2 separate regions of the Mus musculus genome follow, and region 1 is linked to region 2. Evidence: chromatin contacts called from public Hi-C data. All regions are on one chromosome and are shown on one strand. Each heading gives the region's core, a stretch centred on a gene start, on an enhancer-like site or on the middle of the called end of the contact. The rest is flanking DNA. Distances are from core to core; before and after follow the strand shown. Region 1 holds the start of Rfc3 (replication factor C (activator 1) 3). Region 2 holds the start of Zkscan5 (zinc finger with KRAB and SCAN domains 5).

The links. A called contact is a pair of places that touch in the nucleus more often than the background predicts.
Region 1: a Hi-C map of B cells shows a contact between it and region 2, with 5 read pairs. The contact joins the promoter of Rfc3 here to the promoter of Zkscan5 in region 2. A contact is called at or near these places in 2 of 39 promoter capture datasets (maxillary cranial neural crest and pre-B cells) and 1 of 484 Hi-C or Micro-C datasets (B cells).

What each region holds. Positions count from the first base shown.
Region 1 is chr5:151,646,969-151,653,515 of GRCm38.p6, forward strand. It overlaps Rfc3 (replication factor C (activator 1) 3), which reads right to left and starts at 4,240. Exons shown (of 9, transcript NM_027009.2): 1 at 4,098-4,240; 2 at 2,904-3,041; 3 at 1,277-1,344; 4 at 471-568. The coding sequence starts at 4,184.
Region 2 is chr5:145,201,529-145,208,021 of GRCm38.p6, forward strand. Zkscan5 (zinc finger with KRAB and SCAN domains 5) reads left to right here and starts at 3,031. Exons shown (of 6, transcript NM_016683.2): 1 at 3,031-4,180; 2 at 6,048-6,180. The coding sequence starts at 3,767. It overlaps Zkscan14 (zinc finger with KRAB and SCAN domains 14), which reads right to left and starts at 354. Exons shown (of 3, transcript NM_023322.2): 1 at 1-354. The coding sequence starts at 147.

The DNA of each region.
Region 1 (6,547 bases), core at 2,990-5,489, 6.4 Mb after region 2:
TAGAACTCACTGTCCTATCAGCAGAGCTGTTCAATCACCTGCAGGTATCAGTGACAAGATAAAGAATGAGCTAGGAAGACAGGAGTGTCAACCTCCGTCCACGACATGCACTCACTCACATGTGTACTGTATGTTCTTTCTTATTTTACATGATCTGTGCTCCCGTTATCTTGCTCTGAAATGTCAAATAGATACCACAGACAGAAGACTGAACACCATGAGCAGAGACCAGGGCTTCCATTCATATGTCTTTTTTCTTTTTTTTTTTTTCTGACAGGCCTCTACATGCAGGCCTGGCTGCCCTAGAGCTCACTCTATAAAACAGGCTGGCTTGGAACTTTCAGAGATCCTCCTGTCTCTGCCTCCCGGGCACTCAGATTAAGGGTGGGTGCAACCTTGCACAGCACGCATTCATTTGTACTCCAATGTAAAAGCACTGATGGTCCCCAGCCTCACAGAAAGCCCCTCACCTTTGAAGTCTCTTTGTGAGCTGGTTTCAAGTTGTTGTGACTGGGCCACTGTCTTCAGCATCTCCTGAATTACAACTCGGTCGCTGTTCCCCGCATCACTACACGACACCAGAATGATGGTCACATGGATGTAAACACTCACCAAGTATTGCACCCTCACTCTTAATCTGTTATTACGTGAACACTATCAGGAAGTTTGCTTTCTTCTGTTTGTGTTTTGCTGAAACTAGTAATATCTAATTACAAGTAGGAACCTTGAAACTTGAGATCTTTTAGGCTCAGTAGCAAATTTAAATTGTACCACCACTAAAAACATTGTGTCCTTACAGCAGTTTGTTCTTACTTTGACAGCAAAACTACAAGTTTAACAAGTATCTTGATAATGCCTTGATAGTAACAAGTACTTGAAACTGCACAACACAGTTTTCCTTTGCTAGCTACAGCTGGACCACAACATCTGGATGCTGGTGAGCACTTTCCAGTCACTATGGAGCAAACACACTTACTTTTATAATGTGATCCATTCCTAAGCTTTTCCTTGATGAATCCTCTCAGGGTTACACAGGGACTGCCACCAAATCCACATACACAAGAGCTCAAGACTCCTCCTTCCACTCCCTCCACTGCACTCATTCCTTTACATAGACACTCACCTCGGTGACATGGACCATGGTACCCACTGACCTAAGGGACCTCTGACAACAGTATTTTAGAAAAACTCTAAGCTGGAGGACAATGACTATATATATATTTTTTTTTTTCTAAATCTCTAATTACTTTCCTAAGAATATTCAGGAGCAGTTTACCTGGGATTAACTTCAAGGTGGTAGTTGCTTGCAATGGTGCTGATTTCAATTTTTTTTTTAGACGGGGTCTGTGAATGAAACAAGAATCGGTTCAACATTTACTTATTGGCTGTCTTCTTTTTATTTCGTGAATCACCAAATCACTACTGCCAACTATCTACAGTCTTCCATGTTAACACAGAAATAAAAGAAAAATATATTCATAGACTCATTGTTTCATGCAAAATTAATGTATAAAGAAAGAAATTTTCATACACACCTATTTTGCTTTTCTCACTGAATAATGTGTCTTTGCGATCTCTTTCAAGACAACTGGTGTGATGTCATGACAGTGTTATCAACTCATAACATGCATGTTCTACAACTAATTATCCTTATAGATTTTCACTTTGTTGGCACTGTGCATGTCTGTGCCACCTATCCAAGGACCCATCAGCTGAACAAGAAATTAACATGTCTGTAAGGAAACTCTTCCTTCATACACTTGCACCTGTGTATGAACTGTTCTGCCTCACCATGGGCCTCAAACACAAATCAACCGTCCACAGACTCGACTCGCTAAATCCTCTGAAAGTAGTACAAAGCTAAGACTCATGTTGGTGATTTGCCATAAAACTTGCTATTTCTATTTCTTAAAATTAATTCATCCCAATAGTCTCTCTCTCCCGTCGTCCCTTCAAATAAACCTACCTTGCCTTAATCTAGTTTATATTAAACAATTTAGGGATGAACTAATACACCCGTTTCACTTCTCTTCTTCATAACCTTATCTCATTTCAGAAATGTGTCCTCCATATGGGATTTAGGGTGGCATCATACACTTTTTCAACATTAGTATTCTGACTGAAATTTATACCGTAACTTGGGACAGAGACTTCTAAATATTAAGCCTCCCGTGTGAGAACATACTTTATATTTCTATTTATTCAGTTCTTTTGTCTTGTAGAATATTGTTTCTTCTGAGTTAATTCAACATCACCCTCCTGAAGATTTTATTAACAGCATGACCATCCCCACTAAGCATTTTTTCCCTCTGAACACAAAATATCATTACGACACTGTTATTAGATGCCATGAAGGCCTTGAAATTGACATGGCATATTCTCTCATCCCACTGAGGTAAAAGGTAAAAAACCATAACCAAGGCAAGCTACACACTATCATGTGTAAGGAACTGCCAGTTCTGCTGGGCTGAGGACACTTGAGAGAAGGGCATTTCAGGGACTGGGGAAATGGCTGAGTGAAATACACTTGTGGTGTGGACACATGCAAGTTTGATGACTCCGTATAAAAGCTGTAGCGCTGGTCCAATTGCAACTGTCTGTAATACCAGGGACCTCAGAGAGGTGGGCGGCAGAGACAGGAGAATCCCCAGAAGCTCCCAGGTCCGCCTGCCAGCTGGGCTTGGCAGAGTGGAAGGAAATCTCTGTCTTAAATACAATGGGAAAGAGGACTGGCAGCTAACAGTAACTCTACTCATGCCACCTTCACCCACACAAGCACACAGACACACAACTTCCTAAGTCACACACTAGTCACTGGCTAGTGGTGGGGAGAGATATACACATGACCAGGATTAAAAGTCCCCTCCAGAAACATCTGCTAAGCTTCAACCCAAGATGCTTACTGTGATAGTCTGATGCTCAATTCTCAGTTTTTCCACCCCGATACCATAAAGTTCACGTAGAATACACATAATTCTTGTCTTTTTTCCAGCACCTGATGGTCCATATACTAAGAGGTGAGGAAAGTCTCCACACTGCACCTAAGGAAAAAAAGAACAAGACATTATATCTTAGTTAAACTGGGTGAACTAAGTTAAACAAACCACTTTTAAAGTTCCAAGATATTCTGTTTACCATCCAGCTCCAACAGAAAATGTACCAAACTCTGGACACTAATTTAATCTAATTTACATGCACTAAATGCTTAAAAGTAGGCACTCCCTAAGTAAGCTATCTGAAGGGCCCGTTTGAAACTAAGGGATGACAGAAGGCGAACCCAATCTCTGTAACTAAGACAGATGCTTGTCTGGCCCGGGCTCCCCATAATGGTCCTCTTGCTCAGAAGCAGGTGCGCTGATTTCCTTGTAAGTTCACTTGGAAGAGACAGAAGAACTTCACACTAGATCAAGGTTGATCAATGCTATGGAAAAGACAGCAGTAACAGAGTGCCATCAAACGAAAGAGTACTATTAACATGGGGTCTTGATCTTGCCACCGGGAAACTGAACATTAAAGCTTTTGCAAGGAAAACCGGCACGTGTATTAACGAAGCATAATATTCTATTTCAAATTAGTGCATGCATCACGAACCAAAACCAAAACCAAACCTAAAACATATCTTCCACTTCACCCTCGAGTCTTCCAAAAGCTCTCATATGAACGATCGCGGCACTCGTTAAAATAATCTCTCCTTTTCAGAAAAGCCTTAGCTGTGATTCCGCAGTAACTAAGAACAGGGTCCGGGGCACAGTCACCTCTATCAGCTTCCCACCTAAGCTCTCTGTAGCGGGAGAGCCCATCAGGCATTTGCAGTAACACCGAGGCCCGGGCACACCCCCATCCCCGCCCCCTACCGCCGCTGCTTGCTCCTGATTCTCCACTACACTGGCCTTCTTCTGGTCCCCACACCAAGCCATTGAGGTTCCCGGCAGCAAACACACCGCACTTTGAGGAACGCGTCACTCTGACCCCCTCGCTAGCACCGGGGCGCCCGCCTCCTCCCTCCCTCCCTCCCTTCCCTTCCCTTCCCTTCCCTTCCCTTCCCTTCCCTTCCCTTCCCCGGGCTGTGCAGGAAGCTGCTGAGCAGGGCGGCTCACCAGGTTGCGCAGCTGTGCTGCCTGTTCCTTATGATAGTCCAGCCGGGCAAGGGAGCTCGGCCGGTACTTGTCCACCCAGAGGCTCATGACCGCTCCACAGTCGCACCAGCGGACCCGCCGCTTAGACAGTAGAGTTTTCCCGCGAGCGCGAAAGCGTGCGACGTCACTTCCGGCACCCGGCGACTTCCGGATAGGGAGACTGGGCAATCTCAACCGGGAGTGGAGCAGTCGCTGCAGTTCCCACTTCCACCACTGCACCAACAGTCGCTGGATTTACCGGGCAGTGGCTGCCTCTTTGTTCTCACCCTGTAACATTTTAGAAAACATTCGAAGGAATTAAAGATGTATCTCTGACATTCAGGTTCGTCCAATCTGAGTTCTTAGGGAAGGAAATTCCCTCCATTTCATTCTTTCATTTATTCACTGATTCACAACTTCATTCTAATTAGTGCTACATAATCTGTTATCTTTATTAGTAGAACTGCTTTTCTTTAAAATAATAAACAAACTCCAATATTCAATGAGCATTTGCCTACATGCCTCTGTGAACTATATGTTCTGAACTAGGAAAGTAAAGGAAATAGAAAGTAAAGGAAATCAGAAGCGAAAGTACCCAGAAGCATGACAGACAACGTCCAAAGACAGGTAGTTCATGGTGGATCCTAGGGTATATTCTTTTAATCTAAAAGATTGAAAGAATGTGAAGAGAACATAGAAAAAAAAAAAACCTAGGTTTACTTGTTTTCACAAATACAACACACAGATGCCCCCAATAACATTTAGATCCCCAATAACATTTCGGTGTGTGTCCCAGGCAATATTTGCAATGAAATTAATTTTTATCTGAAATTAGATTTTAATTGGTTGCCCTGTATTTTTTAACTTATAACCATACTTGGAATTCTTCAACTTGTGAGACCTGAGGAAGTGGCTGGGAAGGAAGGATAGAGTCCTCAAATCATAGCCAGAGGGCCAAGGCCAGAGACACAGCTCTGATCTGCTCCCTGCAGTAGCTTCAGAAGTTTCTTTCAGACACCTGAAAGCTTGTTGCTATGGTTAATCTTGGTCATCAGCTTGATGAGATTTGGAATCACTATAGAAACTACTATATAGGTATGTTCCTAGGGGCAATGGAGTAGTGCTGCCTCTGGATTCCAGAGTTTGTAAGCAGAGCAAGGCCTCTCACTACACACCAGCACGAAGCAGGGCACTGAGCCCTTAATCTGGACTGAGGTTGAACAAAAGGTATTTGAAGCTTTAGAAACAGCTCTAGCATTGACTCCAGCCCTAAAACTTCCAGATGTCTCAAAACTTTTTCATCTGTTTGTCCATAAAACAAGACAGAAGGGCTTTTAATCCAAATTTTGGGACCATGGAAACACCCTGTGATGTACCTGTCCAAAGGATTGGACCCTGTAGCCACAAAATGGTCCATCTGTCTAAGCTGTGATAGCTACTGCTAGATTATGTAAGCTAGCTCACAAGCTAAATCTGGGTCTAAATCTTGTACTAACAGCACTCCATTACAAGACTGAGGCCCTCCTCTGAGGAGCACCACGCAGTTTTAATATGCTTGGCCCAGGGAAGGAGTAGCACTATTAGGGGGTGTGGCCTTGTTGGAAGATGTGTATCACTGTGGGGGTGGGCTTTGAGACTCTCCTCCTACCTACCAGGAAGCCAGTCTTCTGCTTGTCTTCAGAACAAGATATAGCACACCCAGCTCTTCCAGCCCCATGCCTGCCTGGACATTGCCATGCTTCCTGCCATGATGATAATGGAATGAACCTCTGAACCTGTAAGCCAGCCCTAATTAACAGTTATCCTTTAAAAGAGTTGCCTTGGTCTTGGTGTCTTTTCACAGTAATGGCAGCCCTAAGACACACCAGGATCTTGGCTGTCTAATGTTTGTGTAAGCCAGTACCAGGCCTTACCATACTTGAGTGCAAAGTGAGAAACTCATAGTTATCAAATCTGATCACCTCTTGCCTAATGACCACCTGCATTGCAGGTACTCTTCCATGAAAGATGAAACTAGATGCAAAGGAGCTGCAACAATTACTTTAACTGAAAATATTTGGGCCCAAGTCAGATATCTCATTCCAAAAAGGAGAACTGATTGGTCTGACCCAGGCTCTCAGATGGGAAAAAGGAAAGTCAACCACTGTATATACAGACAACTACTATGCTTTTAATTCTGTACATCTTCATAGTGTGACTGAAAGAGGGCTTCTCACTGCTGTGGAAAGGAAATTAAATAATCTTGGCCGTTCTAGAGACTATTAGGCTTCCCCTACAATTTACTGTCATCTACTGTTGGGCTGCTGGCCTAGCTGGCTGACAAGTGGCCTGAAGACCAGTGAGCCTTATTCATATTCTTATGATATACCATGACCTGGTGCTTTCCAGAGACTTCATGGTAATGAAGAAAAGAACAGCTCAAACTCACTGGC
Region 2 (6,493 bases), core at 1,781-4,280:
CTGCCTGAATTGTTTTCGAGAAGTTTCGGGGTTCTGCCAATCTCCGGAACCGGAGGACTCCTGATTCCCCGGAGAGTCCTCCTCCACCTTCACCGTACAAAGCCCAGCACCGAGAGGTGGCGGGACGACCCCAGAGCCTGCAGCCATTGGAGCCTCTGGACCGTCCAGGTCGAGCTTGTTTTCTAGAAGAGCAAAGCCCAATGACTTCACGGACCTTTTCTGAAACCGAGGCGGAGTGCTACCCTCTTCCAAAAACGAGGCCCAGAAAAGGCCACTACGGACACAGCACACACGCGAACCCGGTCTTCTCAGTTCTCATTTCGGCAGGTGACAGAAAAACAAACCGAAGCGGAAGTGCGTAATTAACCCCGCCTCTGGGAAGAGGCCTCGCCTGCGTAAGGTCTTTCTAAGCGCCCTGGAGGACTAAGATGCATCTCTATGGTTCGCCTTTCTTATTTTACTAAAGGGGCCGCAGGCCACGTCATGACAGTCATGACAGATTGGATGGATGGATGGATGGATGGATGGATGGATGGATGGATGGATGGATGGATGGATGGATGGATGGATGGATGGATGGATGGATGGATTAGATAGATAGGGGGTCCTACACAGAGAAAAAAATTGTCTTGAAAAAAATAAATATAAATAAATAAATTTTAAAAAAAAGATGGATTGGTGAGATGGTTCAGCGGTTAAAGACACAGGCTGCTCTTTTAGAGGATCTAGGTTTAATTACTGGCTCCCACAACATGGTGCAGGTCAAACAGCCATAAATAAAGTAAAACTATATCTATATCTACATCTATCTATCTATATACACATGTATATTTTTCTTTTAATTACTTAAAAATTGTTTTTGACTCTTTGAGACAGGGTTTTTTTGTATAGTCCCGGCTATGGAAACTAGCTCTGGGAACTAGACTGGCCTCGAACTCACAGAGATCTGCCTGCCTCTGCCTCCCCAGTTCTGGATTTAAAACCTTGTGCCACAACAGACAGGTAAAATAAATAAATCACGTTAAACCAAAACCAAAAACACCCCAGAGAACCAGAGTTTAGTTCTGACACCACAGGAACAAGCACACTTACTCTAATCCCAAGAGATCTGACTGCCCTCTTCTGGCATCCTGTGGCCAGTAGGCACACTTGTGATGCATAGATATAATTCAGGCAAGACACTGTACACGTTAAAAAACAAAAAACTCCATCACTCAGGAGGCAGAGGCAGGAAAATCTCTCAGTTTGAGGCCAGCCTGGTCTAGAGAGAAATTCTAGGGTAGCCAGGGTTACATAGAGAAACCCTGCCTGAAAAAACAAACAAATAATTTGAAGTGCATTAGTGGCACACACCTTTAATTTCAGAACTCAGAAGGTAGAGGCAGGCGGGTCTCTGTGAGTTCTAGGGAAGCCTGGCCTACGAGAGTTCCGGGCCAGCCAGAGGCCAGAAAGAGGGCATCGGATACCCTAGAACTAGAATTACTGAAGGTTGTGAACCACAGGAGTGATTTAGAGTGAGATGGCCCGCTAGACAGTCCCGGGTACACCTCAAAATACAGTTTGCTTCAGTCGTGGATTTGAGAGATGCCCTTCCCTCCGCCCCCAGTGTTGTGACCTTAGTTCTGTAACTAGGTCTTCCACTGATGGCAGGGGTTGCAATTCCACGGTAGTCTGTTTTGGTGGGCCCCTGAAGTGTGACAACAGGTTCTCTGATACTACCAGTATTCGAAGGACTTGGAAAATGATGAAAACGCCTCAAGAGAGGGGTAGATAATTTAAAATGGGATTTACAATTTAGGGTAACAGGCTTTAAGCAAAACTTCTGTCTTCAAACTATTGTTTCTCCCCAGCCGCCTGGCTGCCATGCTCTGGGCGCATCTTTCAGCTTTTCAGCCGATACAGCAACAGGCGCTTTTTTCCCTCTGCTGCATTCGTTTTGTTTGTTTTGTTTTTCTCTTTTTTTCTTCCTTTTTCTCTCTCTTTCTTCCCTCTGCTGCATTCGTTTTGTCTCTTTCTTTCCCTTCCTTCCTTCCTTCCTTCCTTCCTTCCTTCCTTCCTTCCTCCCTTCCTTCCTTCCTTCCTTCCTTCCTTCCTTCCTTTCTTGACAGGGTTTCTCTGTGTAGCCCTGCCTGTCCTGGAACTCACTTTGTAGACCAGGCTGGCCTTGAACTCAGAAATCCACCTGCCTCTGCCTCCCAAGTGCTGGGATTAAAGGCGTGCGCCACCACCGCGCGGCTTGTTTTGTTTTTCAAAAGCTAGTCAAGTGCAGAAGCAATAGAAAAAAAATACGAACAATTAATTGATATAACTTTCGGACTAGACACCCTGATGCCCTTTAACATTAAAAAATTACCTAATGCCTGCGGGGAAGGGGCTTACATGGAGAGCTGTGGAAGTCAAAGGACAATTTTTGGATGTCTCAAGTCCAGGGATCAGCTCATGTCATCAGGCTTGGCAGTAAGAGCCTCTATCACGGAGCCAGTCAGGTCTGCCTCCCCGGCAGCATATTAATAAGCCCTGGAGACAGAGAGCCACAGCCATATTGGCTAGACTTCGCGCGCAGCTCCTTGGGAGATGTAGTCCCGAGAGCCTCAGCCACTCTAGGGCAATAAAGAATCTTTGCGTGTTTAGAAAAGTGGCCAGGATGGTGCAGACCTACTTCAATTCCAGAGTGCTGCGGTGGGTGGGTGGGTGAGGCTGTGCTCGACCAATCAGAGGAGAGAGAGGGTGGACCTATTTTGTTTGTTTGTTTTCCCCGACCGGCCCCCTAGATTCCTACCCTTGAGCTAAGCCCATGCTCTGGTTTTGGGGGTGGGAAATAGATTAGCTCTATTTTCCCCAGGCTCTTGTAGCCTCTTGCTTGAGGGTGACTGATTGGTCAGCTCCACAAGGGGGCGGGCTCAGGAGTAGCTCCTCCTTCCCGCTGTGCTGCTAGGACCTCCGGGATTCCTAGAGAGGCTGCGGAAGCGCTCTTGGGGGTGGGATTTATGGCTGAAGCTCGTACTTGGTTACTTCCGGCGATGAACTGTTGGAAAGTGTCGGACTTGCCTCTCTCTTGGCTTGTGAGAACTCCATCTTCCAAGCCTGGGCTGCGGGGAGTTTGATCTTTGGGTCCCCGGGACTTAAAGACTGGAGAGGAGCTGGTAGGACATTGTGTCCACACTGGAGTCCTGTCCCTAACCTTGACCCGGCTGGTCTCTGTCTCCAGGTCAGGAGCTATTACAAAGAATCCAGGTCCAAATTTTTTAGTATAACCGTACTTCTCATAGAACTAATGAAGTCTTTCGTTTATCTATCAAGCTCTTATGGCTTGAAAGCCAGAATGAGATATGACCATTTTAATGGGTTTCATTCCTATACTGACTTCAGTTTGGCTTATGATCGAGAGAAGAAACGACTCCGTCTGGAATAATTTTGTCCCGTTATTTATATGAGATATGGACTTTCTCATTTTTAAAACTGTTTTAAGTTGGGCCTGATGTCACTTTTTAATGGCCTTTTTTTTTTTTACGTTATTAAAATCTGGACGTAGTCGCTATTAGCTGTTTTATGGGAGAAGTGATGACTAACTTCTCTATATCTTAAAGTGAATGACTTTGTTGAGTGGTTTTTCTTTAGTCTAGATGACGTCGTTGCCACCTCTCTTAGCTAATAATAATTCCAGACATTCCAGTAAGGTTGTTCACTACAAAAAGTGCCCTTTAGAAGAGCAGAGAACAAATCGGGTTAGTGTAACGGGCTAGAGTCTAGAGACTCTTCAGTTGGAATGATAATGACAGAATCCAGGGCAGTTATACACTTAGAGCCTCCCGCTGAGACTTCGCAAGAGCAAGCAGACCTTCTCATAGTGAAAGTAGAAGAAGAGGACTGCTCCTGGATGCAGGGATACAACCGGCCAGTGCTTGAGACTTTTTACCAGCGCTTCAAGCACTTCCAGTACCATGAGGCAGCAGGACCCCGCGATGCTCTCAGCCAGCTCCGGGTTCTCTGTTGTGAGTGGCTGAGGCCGGAGCTGCACACCAAAGAGCAGATCCTGGAGCTGCTGGTGCTGGAGCAGTTCCTCACCATCCTGCCTGAAGAGTTTCAGGCCTGGGTGAGAGAGCATCACCCCGAGAGTGGGGAAGAAGCCGTGGCTGTGATAGAGAGTATCCAGAGAGAGCTGGAGGAGCGCAGACAACAGGTGCGTTGCAAGAGGAAACGGGGACAGTGAGGAAGGAGCTGCCATGCAGTCTTAGCCCTGTGGTGCTTCAGTCGTTCATATTCTGGCTTTGCTGTTGTTTTTGAGACAGCCCCACTATGTATCCTTGGGTGTTCTGGATTTCACTATGTAGACCAGAGATCTCTATGTAGACTCGAACTCACAGAGATCCACCTGTGTCTGCCCCGCCCCTCCAAATGCTAGGATGAAAGGCGTGTGCCACTGTACCCAACATGTAATGAGTTTTAAAGAATAATGTGTTTCTTCCTACTCCTGCCCTTCTTCTTTGAAAATTAAGCTCACGTTCCCTACTTGTGTTTCTTTTCTTTTTACCCTTTTATTCCATTTATGTGAGTACATCATAGCTGTCTCCAGACACACCAGAGGAGGGCATCAGATCCCATTACAGATGGTTGTGAGCCACCATGTGGTTGGTGGGAATTGAATTCAGGACCTCTGGAAGAGCAGTCAGTGCTCTTAACTGCTGAGCCATCTCTCCAGCCCCCAGGTTAACTCTTTATTTCCTGGTTTCTGGGTTTCATGCTTTTAGAATCCTTTCTTCACTGCAGTTTTTGAAAACCTTTCCTCAGTCTGTTTTAAACTCGCTTTTTGACAGACTGCTTCATTTAGAATGTGTTCTGATGTACTGCCTTTAATATGGCTTCAGCTATTTTCTCACACATAGCTATACCACTACTTCAGCAACTTAAAAAAAAAGATTTTAGATTTTTAGAATTATTTATTGTAGCTGGGCATGGTGGCGCATGCCTTTAATCCCAGCACTCGGGAGACAGAGGCAGGTGGATTTCTGAGTTCGAGGCCAGCTTGGTCTACAAAGTGAGTTCTAGGACAGCCAGGGCTATACAGAGAAACCCTGTCTCGACCCCCCCCCCAAAAAAGAATTATTTATTGTGTATGTATAAGTGTTCTGCCTGCAGGTATGTATGTGCCCGTGGAGCCTCGATAAGGGCGTTAATGTCCCTTGGAGCTAGAGTTGTAGATGGTTGTGAGCCGCCCATGTGGGTGCTAGGAATTGAACCCAGGTCCTCTGCAGGAGCAACAAATGCTCTATAAACAGCTGAGCCACTTCTTTAGTCCTATTTTATTTTATTTTATTTTAAACTATGTGTTTGCTTGTGCTGATACCCTCAGAAGCCAGAAGAAGGCATTGGGTTCCCTAAAGCTGAAGTTACAGACAGTTGTGAGCCAACTACTGTGTTTATTGAGAACCGAACTTGGATCCTCTGCAAAAGCGCTCTTAGCCACTGAGCCATCTCTCTAGCATCTTCTTCTTCTTTTAAAAAATTTGATTTATTTTATGTGTATGCAACTTTTGCCTGAATGTATGTAAGTATATATACCACATGTATGCCCGTGGCCCACTGCGGTCAGAAGAGGGTGTCAGATCTCCTGGAACTGGAGTGACATATGGTTGTGAGCTACTACGTAGGTGCTGGGAACTTAACACTGGTCCTCAGGAAGAGCAGCCAATGCTCTTAACCTCAGAGTCAACTCTCCAGCAGTTTCTTAACCTCGTTCAGGTGTTTACGGAATGATCACTTCCCTTAGCCTCTCAGGCTAAGATGGAGCGCATCCGTTCTGTCCTGTAGCTGTGGGTTTTTTTCCCATGTAACATGAAGTTCAAGACGAAGTATTTGCATGTGGGTATGTCTCATGGAAGTCTTTTCCCAGTAGGAATAAACCATACTTAAACTGCTGCTTAATTGGCTCATTGTAGACACAAGGTGAGTGTTGGACCAGGGGACAGGTGGCAGTCTAATGGACTCTAATGGATTCTTTCCCATCCCCATCTGTAATTTTGCTGATTGGTTGTAGTTGTGGTTGTTAGATTGCCACAAGTCCCGAAGTACTTCCTCAGAAGATGGTACCACCCGGAGCCACGCAGGAGTCCTTCAGTCACCAGTGTCTACCTGTGGAGGCCCAGCCCGAGCGAGAGTCACAGAATCTTCTGGAAGAAAATGGTGAGGCTCATCCGTTCAGTGCAGTCAGTAGTCAATGTGACTAGAAGATGGGGACTCTGGTCACATGGGCAAGGAGGGCCTGGAGTGTGGACTGGGGGGCTCCCCTGAGAGGACTGACTATATGCTGGACTTTCATTCTAAATCCAGAAAAGGGCCCTGGGAATATGGGTCCGTTGGCAGTGTGCTCGCCTAGAGCGCAAGCTATGAGTTCCATTGCCAGTGCCCTGTAAACCATGCTGGAGCACACCTGCGATCCCAACACAGGAGGTGGAGGCAGGAGGATCAGCAAGGTCGTCCTGGCTATGTTGCAAGT